2 separate regions of the Zea mays genome follow, and region 2 is linked to region 1. A link is a contact called in public Hi-C data. All regions are on one chromosome and are shown on one strand. The core of a region is the stretch at or near the end of the contact, and the rest is flanking DNA. Distances in the headings are between cores, read along the strand shown.

Region 1 (7,637 bases), core at 1,612-4,111:
CCCTTGTTTCCAGCCTTGCCACCAGCGCGGTTCAGCGCCTACAGTATTCGACGTAGCATTCTCAGCAGGATTTTGATAATAAGCAAAACAGTGCACATGTTTTAAAAAGTAGCAAGATAATCAACAAAAGAAGTCACATTATTGACATGGGACTTTCTCATCACAAGGGAATACTCGTGTGAAACCTCTGGTTCGCTAATGTGGCCATTCTGTATTTAAAGATGTCACCACTTTACAGGTCATGGAAATGTAATGATAGCGCCTGTAGCATGCACAAATAGTGGGCACTCCTCAAAGTAAGCTAGCATATGGCCTGGGAGTTCACTACAAAATAACCCCCCTATAGCAACACATAAGCGTTGCTAGGACCTATAGCAAAATTTTGAACCATCCAAAATTTTGTTTCTTGTCCACCTTCATCACCGTCATTTTGAACTTTGAAGGCATCTGGGTTGTCCTCCGAAAGCTAGGGCTCCTTTAATCTACTGCAGAGCATCAAGTGTAACGAGCGAGGTCATTAGTAAATTAAGCGAACCAGCTGCATCAATTACACACACAGCTCGAGCTGCAACAAATGCACACCCAACCAATCCGATCTAATCAAATCAAATAAAATTTAGTATTAATCTGAACAGGGGAGTGAGAGTCTTGATCTAATCCAATCAAATAAAAATTAATACTCATAGGCCTAGTAGTATGAACAGAACAAGCAGCACATAGGTTCAGACATGAAAATTTAGACATGCTTGTCCATTGTTCACAAGTCTATTTAGGGGATTATGAAGACATTGGAAGGCCTAATGGAAAACGTCCACAAGTCTGTTTATGGGGAGTATAATGCAGATTTATATGGTTGGATTGATTGAGATGGATGTGAGTAGCATACCAGTTATGGTGACAAACAACATCAGAGCAAATGTGTTTAGGAGAAAACTACAAAACAAGAAATGAAGGATTCTGAAATCAAAACAGAAATGAAGTGCAAATGGCATTAGAAATTAGAATATAAAGAGAAGTAGAACCCGCATGAGTGTTGTGGCCACTAGGAAGAAGAGCAATGAACCTGCGGAAGTAGTCGTAGACCCAACCTCTGCCTTTGTCGCCTCAGGTTTGCCAAAAAGAATATTCTCAAGAATTGTAGTTGCAAAAAGAGTAGGTTCCTGATTCACCAATCCGATCTGGTCTCTAAGTCGCTTTAATTGCAACGTCTTGATGTCCACATTATCAAGTAAAACTTGCCCTACAACAACAATCATGACCACTTATTAAAAATCAAATGGACTGACAAGTTACAACAACAAAAGGTGCACAATTCATTTGCTCACCCTGATTAACCTTATCCCTAATGTAACCCATTAGTCCTCTCCCAACACAAGAAACTTTCAGATTTCTTACGCCTTTCCAAGCCCAAATCCTCAGAAACAATCCAAGCATTTTTTTCAAAATTATTATGGTCCTCCCAATATTTTGTAATCAATAAAAAATAATCAAAGTATATAGACTACATATTAACAACATGTAGGAACTAAGATTAATGCCAACTATAAAGCACTGTTCACCATTGCGCTAAACATTGTCGTTCAGTTCTCCACTTTTCCGATATTTATTATCATGTTATTTGGGGAAATTATGTATATTAGGAATTAACAATATACGAAAATAAACAAAGAACAAGCATTCACAGTAGTATATTAGGAAACAACAATTATAAACAGTGAAAAAGAATACATAGCGGGCTCAGTTTCATCCTGAAGAATGCAACAAACATGTGACTGGTTTGTTGATTACAAATTCTATTTCAGGGACAAGCACTTAGCTTATCAGGAACTGAACGGGACGAAGTTCCAGTGGTATAAATAGAAAACTAAACTTCAGCTGTTGCATCAAACCTCAAAGATCCTAATGAAGTTTTAAGAGAATTCAAGAAATATCACTCACTGATTGAAAAGAAACAATACATAAAGCCATGTGCCACGCATATCACTCACCCAGCAAAAAGCAACTACCATGTACCTGCAAGTAGCTTAATTTCAAAGTAAAACTGAGTCACTGATCATACTGCCATGTGCCATGCATAAGACAATGCAAGACCAGTGTAAGATTCGAACCAAACATATTAAATAGGGGTCTGCTAATTACTAACTTTGTATGGAGATGCAGCTTAGGCAATAGAAGCATACATTATCCAGGTGTGCTAATTCATTTGCTCATCTATAACTAGTATATATAATTCCTAAAAAGCAGTAACAAATTCCTTAGGGCTAACAGATCAGCCATAACAAAAATTGTTTTATCCCCTGCCCAAAAGTACTACAATCACAATATCTTAAACTGAATCATGCCATTACAAAGGCAAAACAATTAGTAACTTTGTGTGGAGATGCAGCTTAGGCAATATCACACGTTACCTAGGTTTGCTAATTCAGTTGCTCATCTATACGACGACAGGGGAAGGAGATGGCGGCAGGTGTACGCCTCAGGGGCATGCTAGGCTGGACACAGGGGGAGTTCGTAGCCACAGAGAATTTCACATAAGCCAGCGACCATTCTTAGCGCTTTGATTGGAATCAGATCCGAATACAAATAGCCAAATAGATTAAGTTAGGGTTTGGGTGCTCGGTTTCGTACAGCACCTAGGGAGTGGGGATGAGAATGGATGGACGTACCTGGTGGGTGCTCGGCGCCGGCGACGGGCCCAGCGAAGACCTGGGGGAGGCGGCGGCGGTCGCCCAATCGACGCCGAGAGAGAGAGAGAGCAGGAGCAGAGCACGAGCGGAGCGGAGCGGAGCGGCCCTGGCTCCTTGCCCTGTCGCTGTCGGTTTTTTACTCTTTTGAGCGCAATAGCGGCCCATAGCCGCAGCGTCGCAGGAGCCAAAGCATAAGTGACGCAAGTAATTGTCAACTTTAACTCATCAAGAGATAATGGTGATGGATGTTTTTCTACATTTTTTAGAATAAGGAAAAATTAACAATTTCCTACCATATATAAACATTAGTACTTTTTAAATAGATTTGTTTCTAGAGGCGGCCGTAGGAAGTTAGCGGCTCGCTTGACCGCACACATGGTCAGCATGTAAAAGCTAACTTCCTACAGCTTTTATAAAATACCGTAGAAAGTTATGTTTATTTCCTAGAGCTACCAGTTGCCTCTCGGAAGTTATTTATTTCCTACGGTTTGTTATAAAAGTTGTAGGAAGTTAAAAAACCGTAGGAAGTGTATGTTTTTGGTGTAGTGCATGTGACCACTCTGGGCCCACATGCGCCATGCGCCATATACCCGAACCCCCTACCATGCCATGTGACCACTCCGGGCCCACATGCGCCATGCGCCATATACCCAAACCCCCTAGCCCACACACGCCCGTGAAACCTCGAGGGTTGGCTCTGATACCACTTGTAACACCCCGTTCAATCCCTGGACCGGCGGTACTTACTCCTGGCAGTTCTCTAGAATCATATATTGTCCCCACAGACCAACACGAGTCTTTTGTGCACACTTTGTCCTCACTCGTGTGCACCCGAGAAAACTTCCCGGTCGATCACCCATCCTAAATTGCTCCAAGCCAAGCACGCTTAACTTGGAGGTTCTTTCGAGACAGGCTTCTGAAAAAGAAGATGCACCTTGTTGGTATGGATAATCTATTAATTCTATTAAGCCTTGGGCCAAGATATCACCATCTCAGGGGCCAGGATATCACAATCTGTCCCTCTCTTCTTGAGAGAGATATCTCTGGGCCCCTCGAGTGATTGGATCAAGAAATGCATAGTCGTGCTAGGGTTAAGAGTTAACCATTGAAAGGATTCTAATTCACAGTATCGAGAAAGAGTGGTCAGCTTAGAGCCAGACCAAATATCGTAGGACAAAGGGAACAACATATACGTAATGTTGCAATGATTCATCAGATATGATCTTTACGTGCACATAGGAGTTGACATGTTTTGCTAGAGGTCGCTGTCAATTATTGGGCCAAGTAAGAGTACTCGGGCCATGTCTATTTGTAAGTGAACCTATAGGGTCACACACTTAAGGGGAAGGAAGCCTAACTCAGATTAGATCCGAACTTAGACTGGGCTTTAGGGTTACTGATGGGCCTCGGAGTCAGAAGCCCACCATAACGCCTATATAATGAGGGCCAGGGGCACGGTTAGGCTAACCCTAATTCGCCACCAGCAAATGAGCAGTCGCTCGCCTCTCGCCCTCGCGAAGCCGCCGTCGCGAATCTAGCAGTTCGGTACACGGCGCTTCCTCCCTGTACGTGTGGATACCTCGGAGGTGCTGCATTTGGAGCACTAGGGCGAACCACACGAGGACGTGAAGGACACCGGCGACTGCACGGCACTGCTCGACGCGTTCGTCTACATCGAGACGTCTTCCGCTGCCCTGCGCGTCTAGTGGTAATTCCATGACCTATAACCGCAGTAGTTCTTGGTTTTATGGGGTCGAAAATTTTGTTTTTCGCTAGTGTAGCCTCCCCATAATCCTACAAGTATGGCCCCTTATTAACGAATGGGAAATACCAAAGGAGACCATTGATAGCTCAAGCGAGGGTGGCCTAGTTTATTTGAAATATACATACCACTACAGAAGTCAGTTTGAGGAGCCAGATGACGAATGGCTCAATGCTACTGAGGCGACCGTTGATGATTTGTTGGGGGCATATACGAAGGCTGAAGACGAAGCCATGAATACTACCTTCGGTGCCCATGGAAAGAAAAGGTTGAATAGAGTTTTTGACGTTATTGGTTTTGTGTACCCCGATTACTGCTTTCCGACTCGGAAGCAAGGGGCGAACAGAAGGATTGCATCAACTGCCCCTTCTATTACACCAAAACCCAAAAGAATGAAGTTTGTAACTCATCGGCCAAAGTCTTTTGTTTTGGAAAGAGCTGTTGCACTGTCTGTTGTAGAAGGTCCAAAGGTAGAGGGTGCTGAACCTACCGAAGCTACCCTCCCAGCTTTGGAGGTAATATCCTCTGCGATGTCTAGAGCTACCACCGCTCAACTGGAGAAGTTACAGAAAGTTTTGAAAAGTGACCAACAGCCAAAGCTGCAAATTTCTCCAGTACTGCCAGAGTTGCCAAGGACAACAAATATTCTAGTGGCGACTCCTAGGAAAGGGAGGAGAATGGCCAGCGTTCTAGACGCTGTTCTGAAACCTTCGAAGGTGGCTACTCCTGCTCCTACGTAGGTTTCTGAAGACAGATTGAAGAATTAGGAGAAGCTATCGCTGCAAGCGCTTCTCCTGCCTGTGTTGAGGCCGAACCTTCGAAAACTAGGCCAATAGAGGAAGTAAAGGAAATTTTGCCAGAGAAATTAACACTGCTGATACCCGAAGCGGTGTCGGCCGAAGATCTTGATTTTATTATCCGTCATGCTTTGGGAAAGCAGCTGACATAGAGGCAAATTGCTGAGGCCCGACATTACACCAAGGAACTGAAATATCCTCGAGGATCCTTGGCGTACGAAGGAGATGAATAAAATGACTTTCTATATTGTTTTCCTGACAGCAAGGAGATCGATGTCTACCAAGAGATGATGGACAAGATGGGTTATCCGAAGCTTGAGCTTGGGCTATCCTTAATGTCGAAGGATCATCTAGCATACAACTTAGCATACAATAGTCTGAAGGTTTGTGTTTACTATTCCTCTCAATGTATCATTTCAAGTATATTTTTTGCTTGTTTTAATAGACATATCTCTTATTATTAGTTTCTAATTTTAAGCAAAGCTTTAAAAGCCCAAAAGGATTGCGAAGACGAGACCACAAAGATAGCCTTCAGGAATTTACGCTCGGAAATTATAACTCTTCGGAATGAGGCACTTGAAAAAGATAAAATCCTGCTTTCTTTGGCCGAAACATTAAAAACAAGCGAAGCTAAATTGGCCAAACTTTCCGAAGTGGACGAAAAGATTCTAAAATTTGAGAAAGAAAAAGAAGCAGATGAAAAACACATAGCTGATCTAGAATATGCTTTATCCATTCAAGTGGGATTACATAGATCTGAAGTAACAGGACTAGAGAAGAAGCTTGATGAAGTTACTGAAAACTTCCACGTTGAACAATCAAAACTTGAGATATCCGACACTGAACGGTTGACGGTTCAGAAGAATGTTGAGGAGCTTCGTCAGGCGAAGGAGGTGTGTTATAACGTTGCTATACAATGGTCAAACAAGTTGAAAAATGCTTTTGTTAGTGTTGGTGCATTCTCGGCTGAGCAAAATTTCATTCGTGGTGATCCCGAGTGTGTAATCAAGTGGATTGAGGGCGAAGTCGAAGCATTTGATGAAGTCCTAACTGGCAGGGGAGATTTTTGTGCATGTGTAGGGGCTCAGGGGTTGTATCACTACTAGATGCGGAGCTGGCTATGAACATGCGGAGCTAGCTGTGAACATGCCAAGGCTGTAATTCAGCCAGACTTCTCAGTTTCAGCAACTGACATAATTTTATTCCGAAGTGTGGATGAATGGCGGCCAAGAGATAGTAGATGAAGGCGTCAGGAGAAATGAAGAAGAGTCTCATATTGTCTTAGAACTGGCAAGAGAAGCTGAAGAGGCCGCTAAACGTGAAAGACATATATGTACGTTTGTCATTTTAGCTTCGTAAATATGTTGGCTTCGTATCTGACCGAAGTTAGTAACTTGGTGTAGCTGAGCTATCTCCTCCTCCGGAGCCATATGATCCTGACGCTGATCCAGCTGTTGGGGGCCTTCGGCTTCCGAAGGTCCTCAAAAACATGATTTAACAGTGTTTCTAGAGTGTAATGTGTGAACAGGTACCTTCGGACTTATATCAAAGAGGGAGAACCTCAAAAGATACGAAGGTTGGCAGTGCCGAAGCTGTGAAGCAGGAAAGCTTCGGCATGTTCGCAGAAAAGGGAACCGACTTAAAGATGAAAAGGCCATTTAGACCTCGATAGATTGCTATGGAATTATCACCAAATGTAAAGGGCATGTATGTAATTTTGTATGGGTTGTATCCCGTGCCTATAAATAGGTGAACAGTACCCCCGTACTGTTCACGCTGACTTGGCATTCGCTTTTTGCGTCACACTTGTACTTTCATCTCCTTCCAAGCCGAAGGTACACTTATAATACAATATTGTTTCTATTTCTCTATGATAATATAACAAAGTTAAATGAATAATATTATATAAATATTCATGTTATTTTTTATGTTTTATATGCTTCGTCTTTTGTATACTGTGATGATGAAGGTTCGTCCTTCATGACCTTCGTCCGGAGATCGTTATATCCTAAGGGAAATAATGCTTCAAAGGACGAAGGACTTTATCGTTTAACATTTTCTGTGTTGCCTTGTTCTTAACTCATAGCATTTGAGAACAAGTCCCCAACATTGGCGCCCACCTCCGGTGAACTCACTTCCATTTCCTGAGCTTTTCGACACCTTCGGCAAGCATCAGCTTCGTCATGCCGCCGAAGAAGGCTTCAGCACCAGGGGCTGGCACGCTGCAGCCGCTGGACCCCAATCAAGACGTCCTTTCTCTCAGAGAGGCACGAAGCCAGAAGAGGAAGGCTACCAGTCCAACACATCCGGAGGATGATCTAGATCAGGAGATTCAGAATCTGGAAATCCTTCAGCAGCAGGTTCAATGCAGGAAGGAGAAGATGGCCAGGC
Region 2 (7,637 bases), core at 2,596-5,095, 140 kb before region 1:
ATAATAATTTTAGTTAATTCAGATGTTTGTTACTTTTGTTTCTATACGAAATAAAGCTGGAGGCCTCTGTTTTATTTTATTTTATTTTAAAAAAAGTTTATGTAGTGTTTGGTTTCTAGGTAGGCCTTACATTTTATTCAATTTTAGTTTCTAAATTGCTAAATACGGAAGGAAACTAAACTAGACTAAACACACTTATTACTATATTTTGTTTAGTTGATGCATGGTTTGTAGCACGTACCTGCACCTCACATAGCTAAGGCGCTGTCTGATTTCATCGATGAGCGCTCGCGTATCTGTTCTGTTGATAGTGTCCACTTGCTGGTATATGTCAAGCTTAACGAGGATGTTCTTGAAAACTCTCACCAAGTCAGGATTTTGGCCAACTGAAACAAAAGTTGCAAACTCGTATTCACTTCTAAGCCTTTCATATGTTTCTTTAGCAAGGGTGGTCTTGCCTAGTCCTCCAGCTCCGACAATAGAAATCTTCTTAATGTGTTGCTGGCCCGACTCATCCGAGAGCAGCATGGATATTATTTCAGACATTGATTGGTCGATGCCAATGAGTTGTGTCGCTTCTTTGTACAAAGCTGCAAGGCGAGGATCAACACTAACCATGCTGATTGACCTGTCTGCAGCAACATCAAGTTTGTACCTGACACGCCGGTCCACCAACTCCTGGATTTTCCTCACGATGTCTCCGATGGCAGCACCAATTTCATGGATAGCCTTAACCTTTCTTGACAGCTTGGTCATCTTCTTCATGGCAAGTCGAAACCTGTTTGGGTCACTTGGCGCGCGGTCTCTGATGCGCATGAGAAAGGTGTCGATGGCATCCTCAATGTCATAGGATGCCTCTCTGACATCGCGTCTCCACACCTTGGTCTGGAGGTCGATCTGATCCCGCGGCACATCAGCCACCTTACGGAGGGCAGCGTGCATACTTTGCAGCTCCCGGCAGATCATCTCCACTCTGCCCCTCACTTCCTTCTGGAGCCTATACTCATCTTGGATTTGGAGTAGCTCCTGCAGCTTGGACGGGAGAATGGCTAGCGGACCTGTCACTAGATCCATCCCTGTAGACTGATTTGAAGATATAACTAACCACGCTAGCTAGCTGCTTGCTTGCTTGGTGTTGATGTAGGCATCCTATGACATTGCGGAACTGCATGCAGATGGGAGATGTAACAAGGAATCAACCTGAAACAGCAGTGTCAAGTCAAGAGCTGATTTAACCATGCAAGCGGAAAAGAAAATATAATTGGGTACATGCATAAATTCAGCTTCAGTATTTTCCAAATCAAAACGCATGAACTCACAAGTTTGAAAGACAAGGACCTGAGGCAGAACGAGGACGGCTGCTATGTCCGCCTGTTGATCCGTGAGGTGAGGAGACGGCCAGAGAGAGACGAGGATATGAACTGGAAAACCAGGACGGACCTGCATTTCATTTCATTTATTTTTCTTTTCCTGCCGGGTCGCTGTAGCAAAAAGCGATGGAGCAACAGCACTCATTAATAATTTATTGATACTAGGCGTCATCGTGTCCAATGCCAAGCATTCTAGCCTCTATTCAACGGCTCTATTCAACTAGTAATTTGCTCGAGCCTCGGGCGAGTCTTTGACCGATAAGTTTAAACAGTTAAAAGAGTGTTGTTTTACCTATAAAACATGAGTATATGCTAATACATATAAATAGAAGTGATAAAAAAATTGAATAGACAATTATATGTAGTAGAACAATTCAGTTTACCAATATAGCATCATAAGTGTATGCAATTTATTACTGCTCTTTAAAATTATTAGTCTACAAATTATTAGTATAGTGCCTAAATTCCGAGTCAGCAATTTCTGTAAAATTATCAGTTTGATAATTTTCCAAATTAGAACAGTAATAGCATAAGTGTATGGAAATTATCAGTCTACAAAATATCAGTCCGAAAATGCCTCAATTTTCCAAAGCAAGGGAAAATAAAACACTTAGCAGCAACTGAGCGCATGCAATTTATTACTCCTTTGTGGCATAGAATCTAGTCACACTTAGCATTAATTTTCCAAAGCCTCAATTTTCCAAAGAAAGGGAAAAGAAAACACTTAGCAGCAGGTCACCTATAACTCTTGAATCTTAGTATTAGGTCAGCGGAAACAAATGCTAGTGTACAGGAAATATTGCCACAATTTGATATGGAAGTCAAGCAGCCATAATTTTATCTAGCCACATCACATTCACAGCAGTACAGAGGAAGAAGCATATGTTGATGGTTCAGAGAAGTGTTGTTCTTTCAAGGCGGCATGCACCTTTCAGTTTTCAGTTCTTGCAACGACAAATGGCATGGGAACATCACATTTTACTCCATTGACTGTTTTCTGGTCTGCTTTAGCTCAGTTCTGAATATGATTGGTATAGACTTGGGCATGCATGAATGTTGTATCCTTATTTCTCACAATACTGCGCAGCCATTCCAAGTAAAGCGACCGGAAGAAATGCAACCCAAGAGGAAGGACCACGGCTAGTACTTAGGATCTGCAATGCAGGTGACTTTAAAATAGTTCAACTTTTCACTGGACTTGGCAAGAGTTGAATGCTTGCACTTTCATAATAGAAGATAGGACTGTATTAATTTTGAACTTCCTAGAGAAGAGGATTCAAGTTGAAGCCTTGTTCCATTTTTTCTTAGGCCGGTAGGCTACTTTGATGTGGTGAAAAGGCGAATAACAAACTGAAGTGCGTCTAAATCACTGCGAGGCTTGATTGCTTGACCTAGGGGGCAAATTTCAGTGATTTAGTGGTCAAATTTTGCTAGAGGGAAGGTCTGTTTCTTAAGATGATGCAATGTCAATATGGCTGGCTGTGTGCATGTTGCTTTTCCACTTCGAGACCGCAGACATATACGGCTAGGCCAAAAACAATGTGAAATTGATAGGACATTATTCAAAAGCAATACGGCTAGAGGGAAGGTCTATTTCTTAAAGCCAAGAATGGTCCATCATTCAAAAGCAATTATTTCAAAGAGTAAATAGATGGATAAATATAGGACATTTTGTTACCTGACAAGATACTAAGAAGCAACACCCCCTCCTAGCCACCCAAAAAATTGCAGAAACTGTAGATAGAGAGTCAGTGCCTCAGTGGTTCTATCGGCAACAACTCCAACAATTCATATTTGTGCTAGATTATTAACAACAATGATTCCAGATCCAATCCCAATAAAGCATATTGCAAAAAGAAGCTAGAAATCGGCCTTCAGTATTGCTTCGCGAAACCTGAGATCTTCTGCCCTTTTTGGTATTCTTCTCGTCGGCTTTATACCCCCTGCACCTTCAACTAAGAGAATATCGATGTCTCTGGGAATTTTTGGGGCTGCTAACCTGCTATGACTTGATTAGTGCAGTGGGGAGGCAGGAGACGTCCGCCTGACTTGATTAGTCTAGATCAGCGGCGACCCTTTTCCCTGCCACGGGGGCGACAATCTGCGCGTCAATACAGGGTAGGTACTCAACTGGGATGGCGACGTTGGTGGCTGGCTCCAGCGAGAAGGGTGGCGCGCTCGCCCTTGTCGACGGAGATGTCGTGGAGAAGCGGGAGCGAGTCGCCGATGGCAGGAACGCAGCAGCAGGGTAGGGTGCCGGTCTTGAGGTCGTCGAGGGTGACGATGCGTGAGGTATTGGATGGGGAGGAGAGGTGGCAGAGGATGTGCTCAAAGAGGACGTCGTCGCAGGGGAGCGTGGTGATTGATTCGAGAGGGCACTGGCGGGGAATTGCCGAGCGGTGGGAGAAAGGCGACGACTAGCGTGGTGATTGACTCGAGAAGTGTGGAGAGGGGTCTCGAAACTCGTCTCGAAGCGTCGTGGCGCCGGGCTGCGGCTTCGTGATAAGGAAGCGGGAAACGGTTTTAGACCCGAGTTTTTGATTTTTGACTTTTTATGAAAAAAATATGCATTTAGACCCCTAGATATTTTATTTCAATATTTAGACCCGAATCTCGGCGTCTTAGTCTAAAACGCTGAGTTAACACAGCTCGGCGCTATAGCTTATGGCGCCGAGTGCTGACGTGGTGGTGACGTTGATGGATGTCGTGTTTGCTTACGTGGCTTCCTAGCAGCGCCATAGATCTTGGCGCCGAGCTAGGATATAGCGTCTGAGTGCTATTCTTCTCCATTCTCTCTTCTATCTTACCGTCGCAGCTCCCCACCGACGCAGCTACTCGTTGTTGCCTCGCCACGCCGGCTCCATCCCCGAGCCACCCGGTGTCGCGCCCTCGCCGCGTGCCACCCGCCGCGCGCAGCCCTCCCTCCGCGTCGCCCGCCTCCCGCCTGTGAGCCGAGTGCCGAGTGCCGAGTGCCGTCCGCCGAGCGCCGTCCGCCTTCCGCCGAGCGTCGTGAGGTATTTTATTGTCTTAGTATTTTTATAACTAATTAGTAGTTTAGTATTAATATACTACTTATTTATCACATGTTTTGTAGTGTATAGTTAGGTAGATATTTAGTTGTTAGTGTATATAATTAGCTAACTATTCAGTATATTTACATGGAATGAGTATGTCAGCCATCGTGTTGTTGTTTCTTTGCAGGTTATAGAAACCTCACCGTATAGGGGAGGTGCTGCCGGATTTTTTACTGGCAATACTAATTTGTTTTGGTACATAGGCGTGGGACTCGACCTTCGCCACCATGAGGTTGACTCATCCACGATCTCAGGTATACCTTGTTTTCGTACATTATTCATAGATTATGTATTTTTGTTTGTTGTGGTCATTTATATAATTATTAGTTAGTAAGTAGCTATTACTTATTTATTACTTAGTAAGTATTTAGGCATAAGTATTTAGTTAGTAGTAAGTACCTAGGCATTACTGAGTTAGTAATCCGTGTTTGCAATAGATGGACACCCTAGTGACACTATACCGTGGAGGAAGCGTGGAGGAAGATGTTTATGGGAATGTTAGTTTTTATGGTATGAAGAAGGTGATTGTGATGTTCGATGAAAGACCCTCTTTTGACCAGATTTTCGCTTGAGCTTGTGAGGAGATTAGTTGCAATTTAAATGACCCTAGAATATCAATTCAGGGTTTGTTGTCCCATGTTACATCTGATACAGTTGTCCAACGGTTGATCTCCATTGGCCCAGAAGATGACTGGGTGAAATATGTCAGAATTGTGAAGACGATTGTCCCACCATGTTTGGATGTAGGTGTTCGAAAGATATCGTTTAGTCATTGCGATGCTCCAGTCGGGTTGTCTCCATAAATGTCAAATGCATCTCATATTGAAGCTCCTTTGCCTGAGCTTCCAGAAGAAGTGGTTGTTGTGCCCGATGCTCAATCGGGCACGAACAAGTTTGAGATTTCTCGTCCTGTTCGCGGCGTTTGTGGGGCTTCTAATCTGGTGGTACCCCCCAGGAGAGCCCATTGACCCAGGATCCAATCCAGGATCATCCTAGTAAGTGTCTTCAACACGTTGTTCGTCTCCATCGTTATTTCGTTTGATTAGACTTTTTAATGTAGTATTTCCTCATTCGACACGATGCAGGATCTTCACAACTAGATAATGGTGCTTATCTTCATGAGCCCCTATCATACAATATGGACCACATATGCAGGGCATCAAATAGTGTTGATGTTCAGATTGAGGATGAGGAGGAGCCATATGAGGCTGCACGAGCCTTAGATTCTGATGATGACCGCCCAATTCAAGAAATGATCGAGCAAGAGATTGAACTCATAAGACGTTTGTGTCCTGAACGTGACCCTGCAGTACATGAATTTAGTAGTCTAAGTCATTCCACTGGTGCATACGCAGAAGGACGTGATGATGAACTACTAGAGGCTCCTGATAACGCCGACATCATTGAGATTAAGGTAGGCTTACTTTTCAAGGACCTGCCTACCGGTCATACACAGAAGGAATTTGTTTATCTATATGTTCTAACATATGTGTGTAACTCATCTTTCGATTACAGAGGGTATCATGTCGCCTTCGTCGTGCAGCGGCTCGTTGTGGATGTCGGTCCCTAGAGAGCGTTGACATGCAGCTGCATGTGCCTCCTATGCAGCCGGATGTTCACTGTCCCGTTTCTGCAGTTGGACCATCTACAGCTGGACAGAGCTCCTCGCGATCGGCGCGGGGTACGTTTGCAGACGTGGACGACGACGACGCTGGCGCCGTAGGTCAATACGAGATTGGACCATCACAGCTGCAGGACGCTCCCACAACTCAATCGTCACAGCTCACACCACGTAGACGACGTCTACGTGACCCTTACACTCCAGGCACCGACGCTCTTGGGGCCAAGGGCAACGGTAAGACTAGGAGGAAATGAATACTATGTGATGTGGATTTTATGCTATAAACTTTGTGATGTGGATCTTATGCTGAAAAAATTGTGATGTGGATCTTATGATGACAACTTTGTGATGTGAACTATGTATTATGGACTATGTTATGTGGTCATTGTATCAAGAACTATGTTATGTGGATTTTGTCATATTCTGTGTTATTTTGTGATGTATTATATACTGAAATGTGGTGATGTCTTATAATATGTGATTATTTCAACTGTGGTTGTTAATAAAACAAGGGAAACTCTTGTGAATTTTATTGTGAATTGGAAAAAACATGACAATGCAATAGAAACAATACGGATTTGAAACATTAGGGTTCTAAAAATTTTTGGATATAAAAGTACTACATAGCAGGCTACTAGTTTGTTCAATCAGAATCACAATCTATAAGTAACTCATCTTCAGAGTCATCCGTCGCGCAATCCTCAATGACAACCTCGTTCCACTTGCTGCATTGTCCTGCATCACACTTTTCAGCAGTTCTCTTGTAATAATTGGCTTCTGCTTCATCTGCAGCTTGGGAGAATAGCTGATCCTCAGCCTCACCCTCATCACACTTCTGCTTGTAATAAGCGACCTCTACCTCTTCGACGGCCTGAGACATAAACTCGTTGTTGGTCACTTGTTCTCAAATGTTATAAGTTAAGAACAAGGCAACACAAATGTTAATGGTTAAAGACCTTCGTCCTTCGAAGCATTACCTCCCTTAGGATATAATGATCTTCGGATGAAGGTTATGAAGGACAAACCTTCATCATCTCAATATGTAATAATAGAAAACAGGAACATATAGGACTTACAAAGGACATGAATGATAATATCAAATCACTAGACCATTTATATTTTCATTATATGATCATAAACAGACATTGATGATATTGAATTACATTTGTACCTTTGGCTTGACAGAAGGTAAGAATCCAAGAGTGACGTGCGAGTGATTACAAGTCAGCGTGAACAGTGTAGGGGTACTGTTCATCTATTTATAGGCGAGGGACGCAGCCTGGACAAAATTACATCTATGCCCTTAGCAACTAATCATAATTATGATACAAACTATCTAGGGTCATGCAGTCTTTTCCTTTTTAAGTCGGTGCCAACCTTCGTCTCAAGCGTATCATCATGCCGAAGCTCTTCCGATTGTAGCTTCAGCATACATCTTCATGTCACGCCTGTTTGCATGTCATTCTGCCGAAGGTGTTTTTGCTTAGAGGACCTTCGGTGGAGAAGAAGACCCCCAACAATAGCCCCTTCGCGGTGCTAGATCATTTTTCGTAACGAGCTAGATCCGCGAAA

Evidence for each region. A called contact is a pair of places that touch in the nucleus more often than the background predicts.
Region 2: a Hi-C map of leaf shows a contact between it and region 1, with 2.1 times the contacts expected there. The contact joins the promoter of LOC103641468 here to the promoter of LOC103641465 in region 1. A contact is called at or near these places in 4 of 25 Hi-C or Micro-C datasets (ear, leaf and tassel).

Annotation. Positions count from the first base shown.
Region 1 is chr10:99,226,073-99,233,709 of Zm-B73-REFERENCE-NAM-5.0, reverse strand. It overlaps LOC103641465, which reads right to left and starts at 2,861. Exons shown (of 8, transcript XR_004853210.1): 1 at 1,326-2,861; 2 at 1,064-1,240; 3 at 887-933; 4 at 415-485; 5 at 1-38.
Region 2 is chr10:99,369,664-99,377,300 of Zm-B73-REFERENCE-NAM-5.0, reverse strand. LOC103641468 (disease resistance protein RGA5) reads right to left here and starts at 3,845. Exons shown (of 7, transcript XM_035963437.1): 1 at 3,049-3,845; 2 at 1,320-1,481; 3 at 242-1,200. The coding sequence starts at 1,074.